Linked DNA regions of Mus musculus: region 1 is linked to region 2. Evidence: chromatin contacts called from public Hi-C data. All regions are on one chromosome and are shown on one strand. The core of a region is the stretch at or near the end of the contact, and the rest is flanking DNA. Distances in the headings are between cores, read along the strand shown.

Region 1 (6,737 bases), core at 1,031-3,530, 160 kb before region 2:
CCAGTAGACAGTGAAAAGAAAAGAGTTATTCAGTCATTGTCAGTCTCTTAGGTCAACTTAGTTAAAGTCTCTTTTGGAGTCTTGTTTATCTTTTTTACCTGTCCTGAGCTCTGGGGTCTGTACGTACAATACAGTTTTTTAATCAATCTCTAGAATACTGGCTGGTCCCTGACTTACCTGGTCTGACCCTATCATCTGAGAATACCTTGGCAGTATGTCCTTTAAGAGTTTCTTTGTCACTATCGATGTAGTTTGATGTTTGACGGGGAAAGCCTCAGTCCAACCTGGAAAGGTTTCTATAGACACCAGTAAATATTTATATCTACATTTTTCTGGTTTTATCTCTGTGACATCTCTCAGTAGGCTCTAGGCGTTGTGTCTCTGAATCTATCACCGGGGTTCTTTCTATTAGTCACCATGTTAGCTAACTGGTAGGCTTTATAGTTCTTGACCATCTCAGCTATCTTTGAGTTGGCATCTCTAATTCTTGATATTGGTATGTCATGTTTTCCAGATGCCCATGTTGGGAGAGCGGTGGATCTTCGGAAGTATGTGTAGTCTCATTTTCCTGCCACAATGAGTTATAATCTGTTGTTCTCCACCATCTGCATAACATTAGGACATAGGAGAATTCCTAGTCCAGATTATGTCCTCTTTTGTATGCTTAGGGTGGTCAGGGAGCATAGGATCCCCCAGATCCAGAGAAGTCAGGAGCAGGAGAGGTCTGATTTCTGGGCAGTGTGTCGGGCTGCTTTATCTGTTGTTATCCTCTGAAACTGGGTCCTTCCCTCTCTGGTATCCTGAGAAGTGAATGACGGCCAGCTTTTAGGACCCCAAAGAACCCTTAGTAGGGAGAGGATTTCCTTTTTATTTTTGATAGTCTTTCTTTCTGCTGTCAGAAGGCCTCTGTCTCTATAACTAGCCCCATGGACATGAGTCACACTGGCTCTCCACGTCTTTTGTCTTTTCTCAGTTCCAATGCTTTGGTTAGAGCTATCAGTTCAGCTTTCTGGGATGACCTTCTAGCTTCAAGTAAGTGGCTCTACCCATATGATCTCGGTGTTTGAGACCATTGCTGTCCCAGCATATCTCTGTCCGCCCAGAATGAAGCTGTTACCACTGGTGAACCATGTTACCTCTGCATCCATCAAGGGGCTATCCTGAAAATCTGGTTTGGCCCCATGGATGTGGGCCAAAATGTCTGAGTAGTCATGTAGGAGCCTGTCAAGGTCTGAGGCAGGGGACAGAGTAGCTAGGCTTATGGCAGCTGGGGCCTGAAAGGTTATCTTAGGGGGATTTAAGAGGAGAGACAGGTAATGAGTCATTCTGGCATTGGTGATGGTCAGGCTTTGGCCCAGTGACAGTTTGTCAGTATCCTTAACCAGGAGGACAATGAGTGTAATGATGTGCAAACAGGGGTGGGGTAGCATCTAGCAACGGGGTCTCAGATCTCTCATCCACAAAGAGATCGAAAGGTTTAGTCACTTCTGGCAATCCCAAAGCTGGTGTAGAAATTCCTCTCTGGGGCTGGTGAGATGGCTCAGTGGTTAAGATCGCCAACTGCTCTTCCAAAGGTCTCGAATTCAAATCCCAGCAACCACATGGTGGCTCACAACCATCTGTAACAAAATCTGATGCTCTCTTCTGGAGTGTCTGAAGACAGCTATAGTGTACTTACATATAATAAATAAATAGATAGATAGATAGATAGATAGATAGATAGATAGATAGATAGATAAATAAATAAATAAATAAAATATTAAAAAAAAAAGAAATTCCTCTCTGGCCTTGGAGAACCACCTCTGACTTTCTCTTAATATGTTTCTCCCAGGTTTAGGGAGGTTGCCTGTGGTTGGCAGAGGCTCCTGGCTCTCATCTAGGCATTTTTTTTTTTGGTTGGTTGGTTTCTGCTGTCACCAAGAGATGACTCATAAACTGTTGGACAGACTTTATCTTTAGGTTCTAGCAAGACAGAATATTTGGCTCTATGATCAACAAGGAAGCTGGTGGGTTTCCCCTCTATTTTTAGGGCTACCCTGGGCATCTTTTAAGGTGATGGTTTGAATAGGCTTTTTCTTCTTGGGGCATTATCTAGCCCAGTGACCCTCTTTCTTATAAAAAGCACATTGGTTCTTTCTCAAGTGGAGGCGTTTTATCTTTAGGGGCCCCCTTATCTCTTTTTCTGGAAGCCATCTGTTTCGGGCATCTCTTACAGACTTCTGATTCAGTCCAGCCGTGGCTGTCAACAGGATCTTTGTCAGGTCATAAGTCTGCTGCTTCCGCTCTTTAAACTGTCTTTTCTGTGTTTTTTCCCCCCCTAAGTAGGTTTGGCCTCTCATCTTGAGTTCAGATCCTCAGCACACACATAAAAATCTGGGTGTGGTGGTACCTAACTGGCCGCTGCAGATAGGCAGGTCCCTGGCACTCACCCGCCAGCGAAAGAGCTGGAATCAGTGAGAAAGGCTGCCTCAAAAAAACAAGGAGGAAGACACTCAGTGTTGATCTCTGGTCTCTACTTACGCAGGCTCGTGCACGCACACACTCAGACACACACACACACAGAGACATACAGAGACACACACAGACACATAGAGACACACAGACACATAGAGACACACACACACAGACACACATAGAGACACACAGACACAAACACACACACACACACACACACACACACACACACACACACACACACAAAATAAGCCCTGCTTTAATTTCCATCTGCTGCCCTGTGAGGTTCAGACTCATGACTACAGAATCCGCTCTCACCTGAATATCCAACCAGTTTGCTTGTCATCACTACAGATTTTGGACTTAGCTCCCAAAAGGTGTAAGACAGATCCTTAAAATAAATCTCTCTCATATATCTGTGTATTACATTTACATGTATACATACCTATAATGTACAGAGGATATAATTTATCCCGTTGGCTCTGCTTCTCTGGAGAATCCTAATAAGGATTTTATAAGGTTCTTTTTATGTTTTTATTAACACATTAATCATACATAATAATGGGCTTCATCATGACATTTTCATATGCATATATAATGAATTTTGATCACAGTTACCCCCATCTCTCTCTCTTCTGTTCCTATTCCTGCTGATATCTTCCAGTTTTGTAAGGGAAGAGGGACATTTTGGCCTACAAGGGTTTGTTGTTGTTGTTGTTTTATTTTTGAGATTATAATCACATGCATGTCTGTGCATGCACATATGCATGTGTGTGAATGCACATATTTGTGTGTGTGACCCAATGGGTTTCTTTGGGTTGCTTCCAGGAACATGAGTGCCTTACCGTTGAAGAAAACCTAAATACCTCTTCTTCTTCCAGCGACCATTAAGTATCTGATCCTGAGAAAGAGAGGGGGCCTTGCGAGTCCCTCGCCCATGACAGGATGTCCAAGGGCCTGATCCTGTTCAGGTCTTATATAGTTAGTTACAGCTATACATATACAAATGCATCCTGCTCTCTATAATGTTACTTGTCTGTATTTTCAGAGCTGACCACTTGGTATAGATAACCAACTGGTGTGCTCTTCCCTGGGGAAGACAGTCTGTCCCCTTCTCAGTCCTGCCCATCTCCTCAGTCTTCCCAGCAGCAGCCACAATCGTACCGTCTAGCTCTGCTGGGCAGCCAACAGCCCTGCCAATCGTCTTATTGTTTTGGGGGGCCTAGAAGGTAGCCTGCCCCTGACACTGTGGTTTTCATCTCAGAACCCGTAGCTTCTGGGGACAGCATTACCCGCCTATGCGTGGCATCTCCAATCTAGTTTCACGTCGGCGGATGGGATGTGTGTACATGTGGGTGGGTGCCTTCAGAGTCCAGAAGAGGGTGAGATCCCCAGGAGCTGGAGTTACAAGTTGCTGTGAGCTGCCTGACACTGGTGCTGGAAAGGGAATTCTTCAAGAGTGGCCAGTGTGCTTAACCCCTGAGCCATCTCTCTGCTACTAATTTTATCTTTTCATTAGCTTGCTAAGTGTCAGCTTTTCATGTACTCTTAGTTTGAGCCAAACGTATTATTGGGGTTCTGAAGAGAACAGAACTTATAAAATAAGTGTGTTTTTGTGTTTGTGTGTGTTTGTGTGTGTTTGTGTGTGTGTGTGTGTGTGTGTGTGTGTGTGTAGACATAGATGTATGATTTATTAGAGTGGCTTACAGACTGTGGTCCAACAAGAGCTGTCTACCAACGTAAGGTCCAAGAACTCAGTTCTTGGTGAATACGCAGGACTGAATGTCTCTGCTGGTTTGGGGCACACACTAGAATCTCAAAGACGTGGGCTCTGATGCCACTGAAGAAATGGGCTTGCCAGTGAGACTGAGGGCTAGCAGGCAAAGAGCAGAATCTTCCTTCTCCCACATCCTTTATGGCTGCCACTCGAAGGTGTGGCCCAGATTAAAGGTGGATTTCCCCAACTCAGAAGATCTAGATTAAAAGTGGGTCTTCACATTTCAAATGATTTTAGGGAAAAAAAAAAATCCCTCACTGGCGGCCCCAACCTCGGATTTTAGTTAACTCCAGATGTAGTCATTACCAGCAGGCCCAGCCATCACCCTGCAGCATCCCCATCCTTTCCTCCTCTGTCTGCCCCGCCCCCACCTAAACAATCCCATCCCCAGCATTCCACCTCCTTCTTTCATATCATACATCTTCGACTCCCTTCCTACTACCAGGAAACCCCTCCCCTCTCATGGACCCTGCTCTAGTTCCCTGGTCTATGTACACACTCGCTCCCACGTTAATGCACACACATAAAAACCCAAAGCCGGGATCTGCATATGCAAGACATGAACCATTAGCTTGCCATAGCTGGGTCACCTCACTTAACATAATGTTTTCCAATCCCATCTAATTTTCCCACAAAATTTGTACTTTATTTTTCATTACCACCAAGTAAATTCCATTGCGCATATGCACCTTGTTTTCTTTATCCGTTCAAAAGCTTTTCATTAAAAAGTGAAAAGGCAACTGAAAGGAACTTGGTATGGGGCATCAGTGGGGCAGACCCCTGCACAGGAGGAGGGCAGCTGGGGCCAGTGCTGTCCTACCAGGGTTGCCAACGATACTCACCAGAGCAGACATCTTGAGAAGACCTTCTTGTTCCCTTTGTTCTGTGTGTGTGTGTGTGTGTGTGTGTGTGTGTGTGTGTGTGTGTGTCTGTGTGTGTGCTGTGTCTGTGTGTGTCTGTGTGTGTGTGCTGTGTCTGTGTGTGTCTGTCTGTGTGTGTCTGTGTGTATGTGTCACTGTTTCTGTCTCTCTGCTTCTTTCTCTCTCCCTCTCTCCCCTTAACTTCCCTCCCTTTCTCCCTCCTTTCCACCTTTATTCGGTTACAGGAATATTCTCAACCAGCACACAGCAGACCAGAGCAGACAACCAACATTGGAAAGTAAATGTCCCTGAAGTAGCTTCATCATAATGGTTGAAGACTAGCGCATGAAGAGCCCAGTTTCATCACTTTCTCCCACAGTCCCCAGGTAACCAATGTAACCCCTCAGTTGCCCGCAGAGGTTAATTTCTCACCAACATGCACTGTGCTTTCTTTCTTCTTTCCTTCTGTTTCATTTCTTCCCTGCTCCAGGAATAGTTCTAGGAATCACATCACTGATAAAATACTTGTATTCAGATCTTTGTCTCAGGGATTGTTTCTGGGGTGGGGGTTAGGAGGGAACGACCAATCTAAAATAGGCCCAGGAATCTAACTATTTGTATTGTGGTTAAATAATGTGGTATTGTAAAGGCATCATCTAAAGCAATAAAAAAAATCGAGATGGAGTCCAGAAAGGGACCCACTGGCATATAAGCACTCGGATGTTCAGGGGAGGGGAAAGGACAACTATGCCATGAATTAAATCTGACTCCCATTTGTGGACTCAAAAACCAATTCCTGATCGTGAGCTGGTGAATAACAAAGCAGAACTCCCTGACGATGCACTAAGAAGATACCTGCATCACTTTTTAGGAAGTGGCAGGTCAGGCAGATTTCTTCTCCACACACAAAACAGCACGAAGCCAGCTCTCTGCCTCGCACGGTAGGGACTAATAAATTCCTGCCACAAAAGACATCCTGTCTATACAGCATGTGTGCATCTGTCCACTAGATGGCAGCAGAAGTCCTTGTTTATCGCCCATTATGACAAAAATGTGTCCAAGACAGCAACAAAAAAGGTCTGTAGTTGAAAGACCTAAAAGGGAAGGAGGAAAAACAAGATGTCCTATTAAATTTGAACTTTGGATAAAGAAGAAAAAGTACAAACATCCACACGTACACATGTAAACACACAGAAAAATAGTGAGGTATCTTTCACACTGGACTCCATGGCACAGACCTGTTATTCCAGTTTCTCAGGAGGCTGTGGCAGAAGGGATCAACCCTTGGTTCCCTGAGCAACCAAGAAAGCTCTCACCTCAAAATGATAGAAAAGTCTATGGGGCCATCAAGGTGGTTCTGTGAATAAAGCGCCTGAGCTAGGTCTGACAGCCTGAGTTCAATCCCTGGGACCCACAGAGTGGAAGGAGATGGCTCACCCTACAAGCTGGCCTTCGACCTCCTCACATACACAAACACATTCATGCGCACACTGTGCGAGCATAAGTGCATTCACACTAAATAAACAAAACGTAATCAAAGTTGTAAGTTTACACAAGAAGACTGGGGCTGGGGATACGGCTGAGGCACATGGCCCTACGTTTAATCAGAAAGGTGTTGTTGTTGTTGTTGTTGTTGTTGTTGTTGT
Region 2 (6,210 bases), core at 599-3,098:
CCGTGATGGCTTCGAAGAGCAGATGGAAGACTTTATGCTCTTTGTTGGGATAGTTCGGAGCGCAGATCAGAGTCCTGTTGTTCCATTTTACTGTACGGTACACAAGGACCGGTATGGCCAGCAGAAAAGACACCACCCAGATGCCTGCCAGCACCCATCGGGCAAAGGCCTTAGTACGAACCTTTTGGGACATAAAGGGGCGGGCCACTGCCAGTGATCGGTCCAGACTCATGATGGTTATAAGCAGGACACTGGCATACATGCTTATTCCACAGACATAGTGGCACAGGCGGCAACCCATCTCTCTAAAACTCCAGGTGCCTCGAGCCAGAAAGTGGAGGAAAAAGGGAGCAGTGAGCAACACAGCCAAGTCGGCCAGGGCCAAGTTCAGCACCAGCAGGGCGGTGACCGTGCGTTTCTGCATCCTTTTCAGGATGCTCCACACTACAAAGCTATTGCCAGGAAGCCCCACAGCCAGGGCCACAGACAGTAGAACAATGGGCAACAGAGACAGGGACATGCCACCAGGAGAAGAAGGTGCTGCAGGAGATGTAGTGTTTGCAGCCATCAAAAGGACCTAGAGAGTGAAAGTGGACACACCCATGAGGGGAAAGCCAAAGGATTCTTGACCCCCAGCCACATCAAACTAGCATGGAGTACTCTGGTCTCCAAAATCAGAAGTTTCAGAGGCACCTTCAAAATATGTCACCCCATCACTGTCAACCTCATTGCTCTTTTTTTTTTTTTTTTTTTTTTTTTTTTTTTTTTTGGTTTTTTGAGACAGGGTTTCTCTGTGTAGTCCTGGCTGTCCTGGAACTCACTCTGTAGACCAGGCTGGCCTCGAACTCAGAAATTTGCCTGCCTCTGCCTCCCAAGTGCTGGGATTAAAGGCGTGCACCACCACGCCCTGCCAACCTCATTGTCTTAAAGGCGCCTGGTTGAATAGAAAGACTAATTTCCTAACCAGGCTGTGGGGCCCCTTCTTTGCTTCAGACCCAGTTGCAAAATGTACAGCAACAGCAGTATTTCCAAAACCCTTCACACTCGTTTCCTTAAGAGAGCCTGGAACCCAGCACCAGGCTGGGAGACTTTCCTCAGCACTGTGCACGCCTTGAAAGGCTAACTCCTCTATCTCCCAAGAGGCCACTGTCCACTTTCTCCAGTCACCTACCCACACTCTCTAGAGCTGACCATGGGGCACCAGGAAGAGCAGGGCAGGGAAGAGTTAATGGACAAGAACCATCCCTTTACAGAGGTCGGGCTTTCTTTGGGGATTCTGTCTCACCATCTCTTCAAGTTATAATTGACACACACACCATACTGACACACACACACACTCACCCACAACACACTGACATTCACATACACACTCAAACACACACACCATACTCACACACACACACACACACTCACACACACACACACACTCACATACATACTCACCCATAACACACTGACACTCACATTCATAAACACACACAACATACTGACATACATTCACACACACACATAAACACACTCACACACACATACACACACACCACACACACACACACACACACACACACACACACAGACACCATACTGACTCTCTCACACACAACACACTGACGCATACATAAACACACACACCATACTGACATACTCACACACATACACATAAACATATTCAAATACACACACACACACACACCATATCATTCCTAGGATACTTACAGGGTTTCCCTGATGCTGATCAGAAGGTAATGTCTTGTCTAGTTGTTGGATATACAATCCTTGAATCTGTCTTAGTGCCAGGGTCCTGGTCCCACTTCTAGGTCTGTCAGCTAAGTCAGCCAGAGAGGAAGTACCACAGAGCAGAGCAAAGGAGGCGGGGCGGGGGAGCATCTTCCTGAGGGTGAGGCTGAAAACCCCCACACCTCCCTTCACTGTTGGGGTGGGACAGTCTGTGTTCCAACGCAGTCCAAAAGAGAGGAAGACTCTTTGGGTGGGGCTAAGTGAGTAGTAGCCAGAAAGGGGCAGTGAAGTAGGAAAGAGGGGTGCCAGGAGTGACTTGGCTTGGGGTGTGGTCTAAAAGTGCAGGTCTAGACAGGAGGAGTGAGCAAAGTTACGGATTGAATTGTAGGAGAAGGAAGCAAGGGAGAAGGCTAAGATTGAGACTGCTGATTTTAAAAATATTATCTTTGTACTTCACATTAACAACCTGCACATGCTGTAGTTTTTTGATTAATGCGCTTTTAGATTAGGTTGACCGCCTATGTTCTGTGTATTGTTGTGAGTTAGGGTATCATGGTATTAAAAACAGCATATTGGGGTCAAGGCCACCCTAGGCTATATGGGAGAGAGGAGAGAGAGAGAGAGAGAGAGAGAGAGAGAGAGAGAGAGAGAGAGAGGAGGAGGAGGGTTACAAAGAGAAAGAATATCAATGAGAATGTGAAAAAATGAAAGAAGAGAACCACAACCTAATCTTGACTTCAGGCAGGTCAGACCACAACTGTGGTGTGGCTATAAGAGACAAGCCACATCCAGCACTGCCCGTTCCAGGTTAACCAATTCTCCATTCTTTATGAGAGACATCAAAGTCTAATTGATCTCCTTCATGACACAAAATACGGATGTCTTCCCCTTACCTTACCCAGGCCATTTAGCAGCCCTGGTGGACTTTCCTTCTGGGATCTAGGCAAGAATCCACACTTCTTTCCTGTATCCCTACAGCCTTGTACCGTCTGGTTTCAACTCTGACAGGGAGAATGTGGGCTAAGCTAGGGGATACTGAGAATGAAGAAGAGACAGGATGGCTCAGGGCCAGCAGCCCTACCTCCCTCCAGCCCTACCACAAGAGCATCTAAGAATTTGTAAAGCCACCACAGCCTTCTACTCCCCTCGACAAAAGAAAGGATGCTGGCTCTCTTTGAAGTGTCCCGTAGCACCAAGAACACAGCCCTCCAGTCTGCACGGGCCTTTCTGTTTGTCTTTCACTCTGTCACTTCTTAGGCAAAGCAGCATAATGGTGATCACTGATGTCCCTTTTGTCCCCCAGTGCCCTCACCTGCTGTCAGTTGAGAAAAGCCAGATCAGCATTGGCCCAGTAACTGTCAAGCAGAGGATATGATGAAAAGGGGAGCTGAAACCACAGCAAAAACAGAGGGCAGAGTTGAGGAAGGATCTCTCTGACCACATGGGGTGTGTAAGGTGGAGAGTAGACAGCAGAGGAAGGTCAGGAACCTCTGCTCCAGAGCACCAGGACAGGACGGACTCTGTGTTTCAGAATAAAGCTTTGGGTTCAGAGCTCCAGGGTCACCCACGGCCCTTCCTAGCGGACAGTGGGTTATCTTTGCACTTTCTCCCCACTCCATCTTCCTTGGGAAGCCATCTTCCCTCCTCCTCCAGAGCCTAGGCATGCTAAGCACACTTCCTCCCTGATTCAGAAGTCACGTCAACCCTGGTTTTGGTGTTTGTAGCATGACCCTGGAGACTGAGTTTCCTTTTTGTGTGTGTGTGTGTCGGCCTCTGCCTGAAGGGTGAGAAATACCATTGAAGTAGAGCCCAGAGTAGCCACTTGGGAGGTCAGCTGTCTCAGTTTGCTGGGGACTGATGCATGTGGGAACAGGAATTCTGAGGGCTAGGAAGAATGGTCTGAGCCAACTAGGATGGACTGGTTGTGTGTGCAGCCATGATGCTCCTTAAAGGAAAAAACAAAAAAAAAAAAACAACAACAACCAAAACCCAAAAACCTTGCATTCTACTTTCCCCCTAATCAAAGGGGTCATTCAGGTTTTAGATCTGATAATAAAGAGATTCCAAAAGATGGAGGCTAGAAGTAATAGAGAAGGGTGAGGAACATCAACAACAGGAAGAAAAGACGGAGAAAGGGAAGGCACTGCCTTCCTGTGCATGGCTTTCAGTTTTCCAGATACCCCTGCCATTCCCCACACGTGGTGGCGCACACCTTTAATTCCAGCACTTGGGAGGCAGATTTCTGAGTTCGAGGCCAGCCTGATCTACAGAGTGAGTTCCAGGACAGCCAGGACTACACAGAGAAACCCTGTCTCAGGAGAAAAAAAGAAAAAAAAAAAAAACAATCTTCAAACTTCCCCTTTTAAAGCAACCTCTGGCTCCTGGGTTTCTTCGTAGGCCTGGTGGTTTATAGGGGGTATGCAAGGATGAGCCCAGGGTCAGAGGGAAGTGTTAAGTATTGGGGTCCCAGGTTCCTGCACCCCCATCCAGCCATGTGCTTTTGTCTCAGTGCCAACCACCAGTCAAGCAGGAACACTTTCCCTTCACGCTACACAGACTTCCTTCCCTGCTCGTAGGCCAGTTTCTTCCTCCTAAATGCTTCTAAGAATAGATTTTATCCACCCCCATCCAAACTCTAAAGTGGTTCTCCAGATAGGCCTGGGGAGGCAGACGACCTGGATGGGGAGGCAGGACAGAAAGCCGCTGAAGGCTGACACCATCCAGTCCTGACCTGTCTTGGTAGAGCTTGAGAGAGCTTCAGTACACTCCAGGAGCACACTTAAGCCATCAGCGAATGGCTTCCCAGGGTATTTCACAAGAATAGCTACTGGCAACGTGTAAATAGTGTTGGTACACGGATCCAGGCTGTACTGTAAGCACAAATTTTGAACATAGGCCACAGTCACCCTCACAATGCCATGGTTTGGAGGAATCAGGTTCAGATAGAGAAATCCTTATTCAGCCAAACTCAAACTGCAATCAGAGAAGGGTCCTCAAGTACTCCAGAGCTCTGGGAACACAATGAAAAGTGGTAGGGGAGCCCCAAGGTGGGGTTTAGGGTCTTGTCTACCATTCTTGACTGTCTTTCTCCGTCTTGCCCCCATCTCCGCCTCCAGGGTCTCCATTGCCCCTGCCCTGCCCCATTACTTTCAGCTTAGGAGTAGTTCGGAGTTCCATGGTACCCTCCCTAGAGCGGCTGCCCCCTCGGGCCTCCCCAGAGCCCTCGAAGAGTCGAGTAAGGAACCGAGGCCCGGCCCGCGGCAGCAAATCCCCCGCAGTGAAGACATAGAGCACTGGGTTGACGCTGGAACTGAAGAAAGCCAAGGCTGTAGTTCCAGCGCGCGCCGCCTGGCCCGCCCCGCCGAGCCTGGCCAGGGGTCCTTCCGGCGGAGCGAGCGCGGCCACCGCCTGTAGGAGATTGACCGCGTGGTAGGGAGCCCAGAGCAAGCCAAAGGCCAGCACGATGGCGCTCACCAGACGACCCACCCGTGTGCCTTGTCGCCCCGAGCCCCAGCGCGCTCCTCGCAACCGCGCCAGCGTCACGCCATAGCAGCCGAGCACGGTCCCAAAAGGCAAGACGAAGGCAGTCAGGGTCTCCAGGCTCAGATGAGCAGCTGCGTGCACTGGCGATGGGTGGCACAGCTGACACACGCGCCCGCCCCAGAGGTGGCGGTAGACCGCGGCCGGGACGGCGAGCACCAGGGCGGCCAGCCAGACCCCCAGCAGCAAGCGGCGGGCCAGGGCCGGGCTGCGCAGTCGGGGAGCCAGGAAGGGCCGAGTGACAGCCAGGCAGCGCTGCAGGCTGAGCAGGCCGGTGAGCAGCACGCTGGCGTACATGCTGAGCGCGCACACGTAGTACACCGCCTTGCAGCCCACCTGGCCCAAGGGCCAAGCCTCTTGGCTGAGGAAAGCCACAAAGAGCGGCGTGAGCAGCAGCACCGCGCCGTCGGCCAGGGCCAGGTGCAGCACAAGTGTGGCCGCCAGTGGCCGGCCCGCCGTGGGCCGCCAGCCCGCTAAGCTCCATACTACGAAGCCATTGCCTGGCAGTCCCAGCAACGCCGCCAGCAGTAGAAAGGCAGTGCCGGTGGCCCGCGAGCCCTTCCAGCTCAGTAGTGTCTCATTCCCAGGCGGACGGTAGCAGACAGACATCCTTCTAGGGGGAGAGCTGCAAGAATCCAGGGAAGGGGACATTCAGGATTGGGGCAAAAGCCCACACGACCTCTGATGCTAGATGAGAAGGAGCGTGCCTCCCCCAAGTTCTCGTCACCTTGCCTCTCTTCTCTCCAAGAAACCAATTCAAACAGCTCCTTAGAACCTGTGGCTTCTGTCCTCAGTCAAACCTTCCCACCTTGGTATGTTCCCAGAGGTCGCTGGTACCAAGGCACTGGTGTTCCCCAGTTCCGTTGTAGACAGTCACTGTCTCCACTTCTGGCCTTCTGCATACCTGCCTCTGTATCTAATCTCAGTCTTTGT

The links. A called contact is a pair of places that touch in the nucleus more often than the background predicts.
Region 1: a Hi-C map of the G1E-ER4 cell line shows a contact between it and region 2, with 2.2 times the contacts expected there. The contact joins the enhancer-like site here to the promoter of Ltb4r1 in region 2. A contact is called at or near these places in 17 of 39 promoter capture datasets (the 3T3-L1 cell line, 3T3-L1-derived adipocytes, the HPC-7 cell line and 11 more), 2 of 15 datasets of contacts at CTCF or cohesin (the NIH/3T3 cell line and embryonic stem cells), 75 of 484 Hi-C or Micro-C datasets (B cells, the C2C12 cell line, CD4 T cells and 41 more), 5 of 115 datasets of contacts at active chromatin or transcription factors (embryonic basal ganglia, embryonic stem cells, fibro-adipogenic progenitors and 1 more) and 5 of 9 other capture datasets (adipose tissue, embryonic stem cells, liver and 2 more).

What each region holds. Positions count from the first base shown.
Region 1 is chr14:55,918,229-55,924,965 of GRCm38.p6, reverse strand. No RefSeq gene overlaps it. Among named protein-coding and RNA genes, the nearest start is that of Sdr39u1, 21 kb to the right of the region's middle. Within about 2 kb of position 2,280, at least 14 of the 459 cell types and tissues checked have an H3K27ac peak or open chromatin away from gene starts, as enhancers often do. A contact at or near this core is called in the G1E-ER4 cell line, the HPC-7 cell line and the N1E-115 cell line, where this site is marked.
Region 2 is chr14:55,761,600-55,767,809 of GRCm38.p6, reverse strand. Ltb4r1 (leukotriene B4 receptor 1) reads right to left here and starts at 1,848. Exons shown (of 2, transcript NM_008519.2): 1 at 1,717-1,848; 2 at 1-577. The coding sequence starts at 568. It overlaps Ltb4r2 (leukotriene B4 receptor 2), which reads right to left. Exons shown (of 2, transcript NM_020490.2): 2 at 4,581-5,902. The coding sequence starts at 5,886. The coding sequence ends at 4,804.